Regions from separate parts of the Mus musculus genome. Here region 2 is linked to region 1. Evidence: chromatin contacts called from public Hi-C data. All regions are on one chromosome and are shown on one strand. Each heading gives the region's core, a stretch centred on a gene start, on an enhancer-like site or on the middle of the called end of the contact. The rest is flanking DNA. Distances are from core to core; before and after follow the strand shown.

What was found. Hi-C and Micro-C count contacts between places; a contact is called where the count stands out from the background.
Region 2: a Hi-C map of cortical neurons shows a contact between it and region 1, with 2.3 times the contacts expected there. The contact joins two enhancer-like sites. A contact is called at or near these places in 1 of 39 promoter capture datasets (liver), 1 of 484 Hi-C or Micro-C datasets (cortical neurons), 5 of 115 datasets of contacts at active chromatin or transcription factors (embryonic forebrain, embryonic limb bud, forebrain and 2 more) and 4 of 9 other capture datasets (adipose tissue, liver, macrophages and 1 more).

The regions. Positions count from the first base shown.
Region 1 is chr2:38,244,858-38,252,448 of GRCm38.p6, forward strand. All of the region lies in intron 1 of Dennd1a (DENN/MADD domain containing 1A), which reads right to left. Among named protein-coding and RNA genes, the nearest start is that of Dennd1a, 39 kb to the right of the region's middle. Within about 2 kb of position 3,669, at least 4 of the 459 cell types and tissues checked have an H3K27ac peak or open chromatin away from gene starts, as enhancers often do. A contact at or near this core is called in cortical neurons, where this site is marked.
Region 2 is chr2:38,342,274-38,349,864 of GRCm38.p6, forward strand. Gm27197 (a long non-coding RNA gene) reads right to left here. Exons shown (of 2, transcript XR_374289.3): 1 at 5,594-7,591; 2 at 4,033-5,464. It also overlaps a transcript of Lhx2 not described here. Among named protein-coding and RNA genes, the nearest start is that of Gm27197, 4.7 kb to the right of the region's middle. Within about 2 kb of position 5,693, at least 14 of the 459 cell types and tissues checked have an H3K27ac peak or open chromatin away from gene starts, as enhancers often do. A contact at or near this core is called in cortical neurons, where this site is marked.

The DNA.
Region 1 (7,591 bases), core at 2,419-4,918:
AAAGTAAACTTAAGTCTTTAGGGCTTAAAAAGCTTGCTTTCCCCACCACCACCAAAAGGGTAGAAATGACCTTTAAAATTGGCACCAAAATGTATATGAAATACCACACGGAAACATCCCTTCCAGTCAGAAACCTCAAGGTAGAGCATTTGACAAAAGGGGTGCTTTTCTGTCACAAACAGTAGATGGTAGAATGTGAAAAGCATTAGGAAGATTGCCACCTAAAAACCTTTCTTTGACAAATGGCTGGATTTCATCTCAGAACATTGTTTTTCTGGATTAAAACAGATTTCAAGATGTACTTTTGCACAAAGCTGGAAGTAGTGGCACACCCTTTTAATCGGGAGGATCTCTGTGAGTTCGAGGTCAGCTTGGTCTGCATAGTAAGTTCTAGGACAGCCAGGGATACATAGAGACCCTGTTTCAAAAAATAAAATAAAGTAAAAATGTGTTCTAAGCAGCCCTAGGTCCCTGTGGATACTCTTCAGAGCTTCCACACATTTTTTTAACTTCATTTCCACTTCTTCAACTTGTTTTTAGATGTTATTAAAATTAAAATGATGAGCATGTGAAAGTGCTACATTCAAATTCTGAAACAATTACAAACCACGCCTTAACCTGTGTCACAGCACATTTGTACAGGCCTACTCTAAGGAAAGGAAGCCCTAACTAGCTGTTCTCATTGCTTCTGGTCCGTCTTTCTTCCTGGAACATATTTCAAGCAGACAGCAGAAAACCATTGTATCACTGCAATAACTTGCCGTGGACACCAAAGACTTACACATGCATCTGCATTAAAATGCACAGTTCTGAGTGCTTGCCTTATCCTCCAAGCAGCTTTGGAACAGCTGATCAATTGCCTTCCTCCTTCAAACATATTCTTCCTTTCCGTTCCAGGAGATCCCCTCTGATGGTTCTCTGCCTTTCTTACTGGTGCTTCTCTGCTGAACTCACTCTTGAACCTGATCAAGACTCTGCTGTCTATACTCATTACCTAGATGATCTCATTCAGTCTCAGGGCTTTAATTACTGAGCAAATGCTGGCAAGCCCCTAAATCCTATCTTCAACCTGACTTCTTCCCTGATTCCAGATTTCTTAAGCCTACTCAACACTTATGCTTAGACACCTCAAACACATTTTAATTTAACATATGTTTTTATTTCCCAAAATTCTACCTCCTGAACTCTACCAGCTATCCAAACCAACAAAACTTACTTTCTCTGACCTCTTTATATGTCATTGCCAACTAGTCAGCCAGCTCTGCTTGCTGCTATCAGATTCTACTACCAAAATGTATCCAGGTGAGTTGGGAAATTAACATTTTTTAAATTAGGTATTTTCTTCATTTACATTTCCAATGCTATCCCAAAAGTCCCCCATGCCCCCCCACCACTCTCCTACTTACCCTCTCCCACTTCTTGGCCCTGGCATTCCCCTGTACTGAGGCATATAAAGTTTGCAAGACCGAGGGGCCTCTCTTTCCAATGATGGCCAACTAGGCCATCTTCTGATACATATGCAGCTAGAGACAAGAGCTCCGGGGTACTGGTTAGTTCATATTGTTGTTCCACCTATAGGGTTGCAGACCCCTTCAGCTCCTTGGGTACTTTCTCTACCTCCTCCATTGGGGGCCCTGTGTTCCATCCAATAGCTGACTGTGAGCATCCATTTCTGTGTTTGCTAGGCCCCCGCATAGCCTCACAAGAGACAGCTATATCAGGGTCCTTTCAGCAAAATCTTGCTAGTGTATGCAATGGTGTCAGGGTTTGGAGGCTGATTATGGGATAGATCCCCGGATATGGCAGTCTCTAGATGGTCCATCCTTTCGTCTCAGCTCCAAACTTTGTCTCTGTAACTCTTTCCATGGGTGTTTTGTTCCCAATTCTAAGAAGGGGCAAAGTGTCCACACTTTGGTCTTTGTTCTTCTTGAGTTTCATGTGTTTTGCAAATTGTATCTTATATCTTGGGTATTCTAAGTTTCTGGGCTAATATCCACTTATCAGTGAGCACATATCATGTGAGTTCTTTTATGACTGGGTTATCTCACTCAGGATGATGCCCTTCAGGTCCATCCATTTGCCTAGGAATTTCATAATTCATTCTTTTTAATAGCTGAGTGGAAATTAACATTTAGCTTAGTGGACCCATGCCTCTATGTTCTGCTCCAGCACACACATACTCCAAAAAATTAAGTAAATAAAAATCCAGAGCAGTGTGCTTCGTGGTACCCACAGTTAATGCATTACTCTCCTGACAGTCTCCCTACTTCCATTCTTTCCTCCATATGATTATACCTCTATTTTTCATGCAGCGGTCCGTTCATTCTAAAATTCAGACCATGTCAGCCCTTCATGCTAAATGTATCCAAAGCATTCCACATACACAAACCCCACAAACTTCAAATTCTAGTGCCAGATGGATGCAGAACAATACAGATGCATCTAATGCCATTGAACTGAGCACTTTTAAATGGTTAGAATAAACATTTTTATTTTATGTATATTGCCATAATTTTTTAAAATAGAGTTAAAGACAAAGGGGAGGCAGAGCCTACATGATCTGGCCTCTGCATACCTATCTGATTTCTTTCTTCTGGCTCACTAGACCCAGGCACACTGGTCTTCTGCCGCTCACTCACCCCTATGTTAAGACCCTTCACAGAAATTTTCACATAGTGATTCTTTCTGTCACTCAAAACCCTACTCAGAAAGACCAACTCCATCACACTGTCCAGCACCTAATTTAATTCTCCACATTATACCAGTCTCAACACTGGTTATGGTTAGCTTTCCTCTTCTACACATAAGCTGCTGAAGAACAGGGTATGGTCTCTCATGTCAGGTAGTGTTTCCTCCATACCTAACCACGTAGATATTTGTAAGGGACAAAGGAAGTGGAAACTAGTCTTCCAGGAGTCTAAAAGAAATGAAAGGTATGATCATCCAGGTCCACATGCTTCAATCTTTAGTATGGACTACAATTAATTAGAGGACTAATTAAAAGACAGACTTCTTCCTCCCAGAATCTTCCTAACAAGTAGCCAGTAGCTCATAGCAGTTCTACTTGACTTGTGACCATATTTTAGAACCACTGATCCAGTCAACTGGAATTCTCCCAAATAATTTAGTGTATACTACTAAATTGTACATAAAATGAATAGAGTACATCTCAGTACCTTTCAATGTTATTTTTCTAATGAAAGGTATGTTTCAAAGAAAAAGGTCATTTGTAGAAACAAGTATCCCAAGAATACAAGTAGAAAGAAAGAGAGAGAGAGAGAGAGAGAGAGAGAGAGAGAAAGAGGGAGTGAGTATTCCTGCCTTTCTGTCTCTCCCTCCTCCCCTCACTCCAATGGATTAAGTAATAAGCCTAAGATTCTTAGCTCAGCAGGCAGAGTTCTACTGTGTGGAGCCAAAGATTATAACAGCCAGCCTGTCAGCCAGTCAATCAGTCAGCCAGCCAGTGTTGTCTGTCTGTCTCTGTCTCTGTGTGTGTGTGTCTGTCTGTCTGTCTGTCTGTCTCTCTCTCTCTCTCTCTTTCTCTCTCTCTCTCTCTCTCAAAAGAAAGAAAGCAGAAGCTGACTAAAATGCTAAGAACAAACTGGTCTATAATTATAAGCTCTAGTCATGCTTACCCATGATGGTTTACATGTTGCCTTATGGAAGAAGTGGTGACTAATGTTGTGACAGGTTACATAACATAACAAATATACATAAGTTATTTTAAGGGCCAATGAAGCCAGTGCAGATGGAGACATTTTTTTATTTCTCTGCAAATCAAAAAGTAAATTAAAAAGTGCCTCCTCTAAATGCAAGTGGCCAAGCAATCCTTTCTTAATTTTCTCATTAAACCTGTAAACAATAAAGGCCATAGCAACTTGCACAGGATCTGAGAGCACCTTGAGACCGCTTATTCCTCCAACACTCTTCAAGACACTCAGTATTTTTAACTACTTGGCTAAAGAAGCTGAAAATCCTATTTCTGTCCTATTAACACTCACTGCTAATTTAGAACACGTAATGATGCTGAGAATACCATGTTCAGAGCCAATTTTCCAATATGGACCCAAGTTTTCCCAGAGCCCTTTGTGATACATCTTAGCATATTACCATGGAAATGTCCTGGTTCTGCCATGATGCCCCATTATTAATTGCCTTTTACTCTTATACGTGCCCTCATCTGGGACTCTGCCTGCCAAACATATTCTTTGCCACTCACTAGCATATCCTATGGTGTTGCACCGTAAATTCTAGCCATAAAGAACCAGGATGTCTCTATCAAACCATGTTCCGATTCTAGTAATAGTATTATTACTGTACAACGACCATCATTTACTAAATATTTCTTGGATTCTGTGATCATAAACAGTGCTTTTGCAGGACCACAAATAATTTTCTACAACTCCTAATATAGGTTACATTTAGCCCTGGATTGGAGATTAGAACCACTAAGGCCCACAAATAGCACAAATGCTAAAGACAAGGCAAGGAAACAGCAAAAGACCATGGAACTGACACATAAGGCACCAGGCACTTGCCTGTCCTAAATTACTCAGCTGCTCTTCCCTTCAACAAGGACCTATCTTCTCAGCCTTTCAAGAAGTTTCTAATCTCAAACTTCAGCTCAAGTCTCCTATGATGGCTAGTTTTATGTCAACTTGACACAAGCTAGAGTCACTGGCAGGGATGGAGCCTCAATTGAGAAAATGCCTCCATAAGATCTGGTTGAGGCAAACCAGTAGGGTATTTTCTTAATTAGTAATTGGTGGAGGAGGACACAGCCCATGGTGGCTGGTGTCACCCCTGGGCTGGTGGTCCTGGGTTCTATAAGAAAGTAGGCTGAGCAAACCATGTGACGCAAGCCAGTTAACAGCACTCCTCCATGTCCTCTGCATCAGTTCCTGACTCCGGGTGTCTGCCCTGTTTGAATTCCAGCCCTGACTTCCTTCAGTGGTGAACAGTGATGTGGAAATGCAAGCCAAATAAACCCTTTCCTCTCCCAAGTTGCTTTGGTCATGATGTTTCAACACAGCAATAGAAACCCTAACTAAGACACTCCTTATGCCTTGAAGTTTTCTGCCAAGTTTAAGTGCCCCTCCTCTGTACTGTGCTTCCCACTCTCCAGGCTCTTATTGAATTCAACCTGGATACAATTATGGCTACCTAGAGAGTTTTAAGAATCTTGATGCCCATGATGTACGGTACATAGACCTATGGTTCTCAAGCTTCCTAATGCCATGACCCTTAAATATAGTTCCTCATGCTGTGATGATCCCAATCATAAAATTATTTTCAATGCTACTTCGTAACTGTAATTTTGCTGCTGTTATGAACTATAATGTAAATATCTGATATGCAGGATACATATCAGGATACATAAAGGGTCATTCGACAATTCCAAAATAGATTCAAAACCCACAGCTTGAGAACCTCTCTGCCTTAAACCACAAAAATCCCAAGCATGTGCAATTTTTTTATAATCATTTATATGAGTACAGTGTAGCTGTCTTCAGACACACCAGAAAAGGGCATCAGATTCCATTACAGATGGTTGTGAGCCACCATGTGGTTGTTGGGAATTGAACTCAGGACCTCTGGAAGAACAGTCAGTGCTCTTAACTGCTGAGCCATTCCTCCAGTCCAGCATCCAAATTCTTTTTAACTCTTTAGTTTATTCCAAAGTGCATCTAAGGTTGAGAAACACCGTGGTGTCTCGATTAAGCATCTGTCCACCCCAACAGACTGGTAGCTCCTTGAGGGCACTCATAACCCTGGTCTGACAACTGGCACAATAAATATTTCCTGAATGAGTTTTCGTCCAGCCTGACAAGTACTTTCTACCCTCTCTTTCTCTGACAAGAAGTAATTTACAGAGCTCACTGCTCTCACCTATTACTCTTTAAAGATGTTTTCCTTTGGAGTCAAAAGTATCAATAAATCACACCTGCTGACAACAACTACAGCTCTTACACACCAGAAAGTGACAGACACAAACAGCTAAAATGTGTTTGACAGAAGTCTGTTCAGTTCTTGCTTCTGGGAGAATGAAGACAAGAATTAAGTCAAGACAACATTCTATTCACTACCTCTCCAGTAAAGATAGTTCTCAGTGATTCACAGGAAGACCCTTGCTCAGTGCTCAGGACCATGGTCTCAGAATGACTACATATGATCAACTTGAAGCCACCAGACAGACAAAAACGTTGACAAGATTCACGCAGCAGGATAATTTACTGGTTGTTTCCCTACTACACTCTACCCAAAGAAAGCATCATGCTATATTGATCATTCTGCGGGATCATCAGCTTTCAATTAAGATCTGCTTTCCTTCAATTAGAACATATTAGGAGGTTAACAGAAAAATGTTACACTAACTCCTCAGAAAATGTGTCTGGGCCACAGTGCTGAGCCCTTGTTCTTTTAAGTGAACAACCCTAAAATGCACTATTCAGAGCTCTCATGTCACTGCCTTTAACAACTCCAAGCCATTTTGACACAGTGCTTCTTACAAACTGAGACGTGAAGAGCCAAGGTATGAAACTCATACCAACTGGCACTGTCTGAACATTGATAACATGGTCAACAGAAATGGTATACACATCAGAGCTTGCTAGCAAACATCACCTAATAAACACTGATCCTGTTAAACTAAACAAACAAGAAAAAGGTAGTGTTAATATTCCCAACAAGTCTCCATTTGTTTCAGTGGACTCTAAAATTAAAGCCGTTTTTCCAGGCTGAAAATGCTGTATCAAAGGGTGCTTTCTACCCCATAACAAGTTAACACCTCCCTAGGAGAATGCAGTCATTGTTGAGACTTGTTAAAAGTGATTAACTTAGTTGTACAATTACACAAACAAGCCATTTTAGGACTTTACACTTCACTCTTCATTTCTAATAATATTCTCAAGATCACATTAATAAAGATACATAGGTACTGCTATAAAAGGAGTTACAAGCTTCACCTTCCATATATCACTAAGGAAAGAGTCTTTCACCACTCAATGCTACCAGGGTGACTAGAGGAGTCCAGCTGCATTCCAAACAGGGGCCCAGAAGCTGAGCATCCCTCAGAAAATGTGCAGAGCTCCACACAGTGTTCACAAATTCTTTCACAGGCCAAGATTCCATGGATAATTTAGGCATATCAACAGTAGTATCAGCATATGCAAAGACAGTATTTCACTACCAATAAATACATTTGCCCTTTAAAAATGTAAAAACTGGAGTCAGTGAGATGGCCCAGCAGATAAAAGCACTTGCTATACATGGCCTGATGATGTGCGTTCAATCCACAGAACACAAGTAAAAACAGAAAGAGAAAACAGATTCCATTAAGTAGTCTTCTGACCACATCTGTGCCATGGCATGTATATATACATACAGGCATGAACATATTCAGGCATGAATGCACACAAGCATGTATTTTATGTACATACAGGCTGGTTTTGTATGTTAATTTGACACAAGCTAGAGTTCACTACAGAGAATGGAGCATCAGTTGGGGAAATGCCTACATGAGTTCCAACTGTAAAGCATTTTCTCAATTAGTGATCAATGAGGGAGAGCCCAGCCCATTGTAGCTTTGTAG
Region 2 (7,591 bases), core at 4,443-6,942, 99 kb after region 1:
TAAGATACTAGCATTTGGTTTCTTTGGCAAAGAGAAATGAATGGCTGGTCAACTGAAAACATCCCTACCACTGTTTAACACCCATCTGAAAAGAAAGAAAGAAAGACCTTAGAAAATGAGAATTTTATTGCAGACATGTTCAAAAAACGATGTAAAAATATTCCAAATATCTTATCTGTAGTCTTCCCAGAGCAACCACTTTACTTGACCCAGCCTTGTTCACAGGCTCAGAGTTTACATCTGTCTGCATGGCCATTCATCTGTCACACACACACACACACACACACACACACACACACACACACATACACACACACCACAATTTTGCAACCAGTTTTGACCCACGCTGATTCACAACTGAAGAGATGCAGAGGGAACCATTTCTTGGGGTAGGATCTAAAGTCCTCCACCCATTCTGCTTAGGAACCAAGCTAACTGGCCACATGGCTTTCCCCCAATTAACTAATTTCTCATTAATCTAAAGATCTATTTAGAAGGTGTGGAGGGGGTGGAAGATAGAGGTTTAAAGATAATCTCTAATTGGTCTGGAAAATTTAGTCCATGATACCTAGAAACACCCCCTCCCTTTTCCTTCTTTCATCCCCATCTCTCTGGCTCCTTTTCCTATGTCTTTTCTCATTTTTCCTTCTAGAAATTAAAAGGTGAACTTGAAATGAAGGAGTTGCATTTCATCAGACACTGGGGTGGGGGGGGAAGGAAGTGAAAGTGAACTTTTAAATTTTTATTGTTAATAGCAATCTTATTCATAACCATCCAATTAGCTATTTTGTAAGAGACTCATATTCAGGAAAATCACCTCTCACGCAGATTGTGAAACTTAAGCATACAGACAGAATTGATAGTTGAGATTTATTTCAATACCTTAAAAAGACAGAATGTAGAGTTTTAGATATTTTTCTATTTGCAAAACATTCTTTTCAGCTATGTGCACCTCACCAGAGGAGCTCAGACATCCCTATTGACAAATCCTCCCTTGAGATGGAACCAAAATTGCCCCCCCCCCTCTCTCTCTCAAAAGAAAAAAAGTAGATCCATCCTGAAATGGATGAATCTGCTCTGATTGGGTGGACATGCCCTTTCACCTTATTGTGTCTGACCTATCACTTAATTAATCTCTCCCAGATGCAGAGCTGTTGACAATGCCAACGATAAGCAGTATTTGGAACAAAGCAGGAAGCTTTTAAAAGAACAAGCCACAGTGAGGTTTGAGGCTCTTAAAGATGTGTAAATCATCAGCTTTGGAAAGCCGAGTTTGTTAGAACATAGCTGAATGTCAGAAATGGTCCCATGTTTGCTGGAAACTTCCTGTGCCTTTCTTAAGCCACTGATGTCTATGTAGATTCATTTTCTGCCTCTCCCCTCTCTGTTCCTGCCTCACTTTCTTCTGCCTGTCCCTCTGTCTAGACTCAGACTCTCCCTGGCTAGTTTCCTAAAAACTGCCCTTTGCTTCTTAGCCTTGTATTGGGCTCTTCAGATCCTTTTTATACCATTAGAGCTATCAAGGTGGTCAGCTTCAGAGGCTTTGAGTGACAAAATATTGACCGCATTGGCTAGTACCTATGAACAAGTGTGCTGGAGGCACCTTGGTGACATGCAGGGGATAGTACATTAATTAAACAACTTGCTAATTGCTGTTTAAGTTACTATATAGAGAAAATAAAATGGGTTTATAAAAGATGACAATTTGAGGAATTCATAATTTTTTGCTGAAAAGGTTGTTCAAAAACAGGTCCCAGAAACTGCTTTTACTTGTCATCAACTATTCAGCCAAGCTTCAGTTAATGGTAATATATGGTCTGGGACCTTAGCTGGGCCTGACTGATGGAAGATCTTTGTTGAGTCTGGTGCAGGTGGCACTGTTTAATAAGCAAGGGAAGAGTGGGTAATGTAGTGCTTGCACAGAGAAGTAAATGCAAAATAGATCGCTCTAATTATGGCTGCCCACAGAAATGGATGCAAGCTGAACTGGTCAACTGATTGGGAAGTTTCAAACAGATCCAATTGTCCAGTGCCTTTACCCCACCCCCTCCCCTCCTCCTCCTCCTCCTCCCCTTCCTCCTCCTCCCCTTCCTCCTCTTCCTCTCTTCCTCCTCCTCTTCCTTTTTTTTTTCTTATTCACTTTTGAGGGCTGATACAGTTGTTTGAAAGTCAATTTGGAAGAGCTTGTATGACTCCAAACAAGCACAAATTAAAAACCTGAGTCTGCCAACCTACCAATGTCTGCCTTAACTGTCTAGGACCCCTTTATTGGAGGGTCAACGTCAGTGATAGTACGGGGCCATCTGAATACCTCTTCCTGCCAGAGATCCCCACAAGCTCATTGAAGACTAGTTTTCATATTTCATTGCAAAGTGTCAGAGATTTGTTTTTGTTTTGTTTTGTTTGAATCTCTTTATGCTTGAGAAAAAATGAGTCTATAGGAAATCAAAGTGTGAATACTTAAGCAAACAGAATTTCCCATATACCTGCAAGGGCTCTAATGATTTCCATTCATGCAAAGATAATCAATGGGACATTAGTTGTTTTAATTAATGGAAGAATTAAAAAAAATGTTGGGGGAGGGGGTGCCTAGAGGCTGGGCTTTAGCTGAAGCATCTGTGGGAAATGACTCATTTCTCACCTAAAGAGACAATGGCAACTTCCCTGGATAGCAATAAAGATTTGCCAATCAGACCCAGGGAAAAGTTGGACTGGGGATACTTACAGGTCTTTTGCTAAGAGCCCTGGATGAGATGATGGTCATGATGACTATTTCTCTCCCAAACTCACTATTCCTGTTGGAAGGTTGGAAATGTACCTGAACCTACACTAAAGAGAGGAAGCTTCTGGACTCCCGAGGAAGGTGTAATTTGAGTTGAAGCCTGGTATGATCTGTGATGGTAAAATCATATCAAGGCTGGAGAGCACAAAGCAGTGTCCCTTGGTTAGGATGACAGAAAGGATGGGTTTGAATGGATGTGCTAGGTGTGGGATGATTTATAACTAGCAGTAGGGTCTGTAAGTGGGTGCAGTCTTTTGGCCTTTGGTAGGGGATCCTGGGAGAAATTTTTTAAAAAATCCAGAATCTTGAGGCAAAACCTCTTTCTCTTCTATGGAAGTAGTTACCAAACCCACCTTCAGGCTAGTGAGCCATAGCTGGGCACCTCAATCTATTAATGCTGGTGTATGTGAAGCTCATAAAAGATTTATTAGAGAAACTTGTGTTCAAAATGGAGTTTAGGGTGTCTTGCATTCTGAGAAGGATAGTGGAGATGCCTTTGAATAAAGAAAGACTGGTGGGAAAATTTTCCAGTATCAAATGTATGCAATTAAAAGAGATGTCAGCCACCTGGTGGTTTTTCTACTTCCTCTCCCATCACCACCATCCCTACTTCCTCCTACAGAATCTTCCTGATTCTTATTTAAGAAACTAAGTTTTCCTATGTGGGAAAATTTATTGCTGTCTTTAATCTGAAAGACTGAAAGCAGGGGTTGCAAAATGTCCTTTTTAGGACTGGCTAAGTTAAAAAGAACTGACCCTCTAGATACAAGGTGTCCTTGTAGCATAAGAAATGCAAGGCCTCTTGTTGTAATATTCACTTTCCATTCCAGGGCAGTGTGTACCTTTTTGTGGAAATTAGCTGGAGGAAGGAGGAGAATGCAATTAGCTATTGTGTATTTTGTTGCGATTGTTCTTTAAGAATAATTTGATCTGACAGATTTATATTGTTGACAATGTGATTTGAGGAGGGTCCAGATACAAACTTTCCACACCCTAATCAATAATGGTAAATTGTTTTTGCTGAAGGTGAATAATCTCTGACCTAGAATTCATATTCCTTTTACCAATTCCCTGTAATAAAATTGAACATTTTGTCACCACTTTGAGAAACACTGCCAAACACCTTAAAACACATGTCACATGCCAGCAGCCCCTCATTTCTCTCCTCCGGGAGTTTCTACATCTGGAACCATAATCACAGATAAAAACCTTGACAAAATTGCATCTGAGCACATTCCTCTCCACAGCCCTTACTTTCTCATAACATTTAATACAATATTAATACCTGCTACCGAAAGGCAGGAGGGAGGAAAGGGCTGCCAACCTTCACATTTCCCGATGCATCATGTTCAAACCTGAAATTCACACTTCGTGTTTCATTTTAAGTTCAGTGCATTTAACAGGGCCCTAGAGAGAGAGAGAGCGGAGCCCTGGTTAGTTCCCCAACCTTCTCAGCTGACGCCCAGGGAGGCATTTTTTTTTTTCCGAATTGTTCAGATCGCTGCAGGGAGAAGAGGAGGAGGAATTGGGCTCCTGTCTGCCTGCCATGGGCCAAGCTACTTCTCTGTTCTAGTGTCACAGACACGGGACTCCTCTTGGAAATAATGAAGGTCCCACTGACTTGTACTGTCAATACTGGTGATCAGCAGATCTCTGTATGGTATGACCAAAACAATGAACAGATTTCATAGTGAAAGAGCCATGCCTGAGCACATTTGCTGCTGCAGAAAACCTCTCTCATCAATATAAAGCAGCCTTCCCTTGTCCAAACAAGGCCCGCAAGCCTTGTGGGGTGAAGACAGTCCTCCCTGAAGATGCAGGGCTCCTTGACTGTCTCTGTGACCCTCACCCCAGCTTCTCCTAGTGCTGTCTCCTCCCCACATTCCTTTTCCTGGTGGGGGAAAATCATTTCATTTTTCTGCTCTATAGGAAAGAAACAGGTTAGAAAGAAGGCAAAAGTGCAGGAACCATTCCCCAGTGGGGTCTCCTGGGGGCACATGGGGTAACCTGGAGACGGATTTTCAGATGCTGGTGGCTTTGTTCAGTTGATGCTCTCATAACAGATCAGGCCTCTTCCCACTTAAAATGTAAGCACCCAGGTTTCTGAAATGAGTAACCAGCATCAGTAACAGTAACAACACACACACACACACACACACACACACACACAGAGAGAGAGAGAGAGAGAGAGAGAGAGAGAGAGAATATTTATATAAGCAAGGAATGTAATTTGCTGAACGGTACAAGCAAACACAGAGAAGTTATGCTTTACGCGGGGGACAGGGGAAATAGTGGTGGGCCACTGGCTCTGTGACTGAAGTCAACAGCTTTAAGAAAACAGTCCTTTCCGTTGTGAGGCCAGGAAGAAATGTTGGCAGAGTCTCTTTCTCCCCCACAGTTGTTATTCGAGAGGTTTCCGGAACCCTAAACCCCAGCTTCATCCTCAGAGCTTGAGGCAATCCTTTAGTAGTACCACCGGAGCCCCAGGCAGGAGAGTCTGGGGCCAAAGGGTGGGGCGGTTCCCCTGCGCAGAGCCCTTCCAGGATGGCTCCCCAGTCCGAGGTTTGTTCTATCTGCCTTTCCCTCCGGGGAGACTCCAAAGGCTGTAGAAATCTGGGCGCCCGCTTGCTCGCTTGTCAAAAAGCAAACTGTCTTCACATACTCCAAGAGTAACATCCCTGCCTAGGAAGAGGAAGGAAAGAGGCAAAATAAATAAAACCAGTTAATGTTGTAGTTAACTTGCAAATCAAGTAAATCTGTTGGTGCCGTATTTGAGAAATAAACCACGAGAGCGTCACAGCAAACACACACTTCTGAACGTCTTCATTTTGATTTAATGGTATATCAGCGTCAACTATCGCTTCCTCTGCTGGTACACTCGGCCTGATGCCGCGGGAGGAGGGTGCCCATGTTTATCACCGAGTGAGATGACTAATTACACCTTGTCAATCACCGGCTATGAAGACATAAAACCAGCGCGCACAATGAAATAGTTGCCTGCAGCGTCAATTAGTTGGCGATTCCGAGGGTATTTGCGTGGCCCTGCTTTGGCCGCTCTAATAACGGGACAGAGCGCCGGGAACAGCGCGCAGATCAATCACCCTGGTTCCGCTGCGGCCGGCGCCCTCCTCCCCCCTTCTCCCCTCCTCCAGCCTGGCCTCACTTTCTCCCTGGGCTGGGCGCTTCCTCCCTCCGCGGCCCCGGCCGGGTGGCGCCGCCTGCCCCGGGAGCCCCGGGAAGTTTGCGCGCGGCATCTCCGCAGCCGGCAGCCGGGAGCCCCGCAGCCTTCGGGGAGCGCCAGGGCTGGTGGCCCTTTTGTTGGAGAAGGCGTGGAGGCGCGCTTTTGTTCTGAGTTAGTCACGGTGGCCGGCTGGAGGCTGCTACCTCATTATGCGGCGGGTCTGCTAGTCTGCGGGGAAGCAGATGGTAGGGAGGTAGGCAGTGGCTGCAGTGGCCAGACCTGAATCCCGTTCACCTGTCACCTTCCACAAAACACAGGGTACCCGGAACTGAGGGTGCTTTACCCCTGACAGGGGGAGAGGGTCGAGGACATTTGTGAATGTTTCAGTTACCTGTCCTAGCCTGATCCTCACCCCATCCCCACCCCACCCCCCTGCATTTCTCTAGGCTGCGTTTCCTCGCACTGTGTAAATGTCACTCACGTGTCAGGATCTGTGTTTACAGCCTGTTCCTCGCCTTGCCTAGTCTCCCAGGACAGGGCAAAGCGACGTCTCCCAATGATTAACAAACTTAGCGGCCTCTGAACCCTGGGCCGGGGTGCCCAGATGCCTCCCCGCGGCGGGATATGAGCTTGAGCCTCCAATAGACACTATTGCGTCCTAACCAGATGCGAGGAATAAATAGAGAAGTGCCCCATGGGGATCCCAACAGCCGGAAAGTTGAGGCCAAGGATGGGTGGGGACTGCCGGTCAGAGAGGTGGGTACCGAGTGGTGTACATCTCTTTATGGGTATAATTCCCTACCCTCTGGGCAGCTTTTAACAAGAATCACCAAGTATCCCCTCCCCAGCTCTGAAGGCAGCCCCTTGAGTCCAGCCAGCACCAAGGACATCACCCCAGGCTTCCTACAAAGTTTCCTGCCCCTTGAACAACCTCCAGACCAACACTGGTGACTCCCAGATTCAATTTTCATTTCCTACTTTCTTTGAGAAAAGAAAAAACCCCACAAAACTGTCCCAGATACCCCAGTATAACGTGCTAATATATTCCTAGAGTTGATCGTGGGCCAGCGTCTATGTGGGCACTGAAGGACTGTCTGTGTGGTTGCACATGCACATGCCTGTCTTTAGATTGATGGTCTCTCCCTAAAGTTAGAGCATCTTTACACATGCAGTGTGTACATACACATGCATAACTTAAAGAGTTTTTGCAAATACACCTGATAGGAGCTCACAGAAGATCAAGTAGGCTCGCCTTAGCACACAAGTGTTAGTCCTGGATGTTCAGATGCCTCCTCCGTATGATGCCCACCTGTATACCTCCTGTACTGTTGTGCTGGTTATTAACAAAGATAAAATTCGTGCTGGCTGTATTTTTGCCAAAAAGAGACGAGCATGAACATTTTCACACATGGGCACGAGCTTAGGCAACACCAGTGCAACACCTACTTGTGAGCAAAAGTTATGTACACTATGTAAAAAGTATGACTTCATGCTGCCTCAACTGTGTGTCCTGTGAGATAAACTACAGAGGTCCTGGCTTCCCTTTAATTGTGCCAGGCAAGCAGACATTTCAGACTTCATTTCTCCCCACTATCACATGGAAAGAAAGCAACTTGTAAAACGGACCT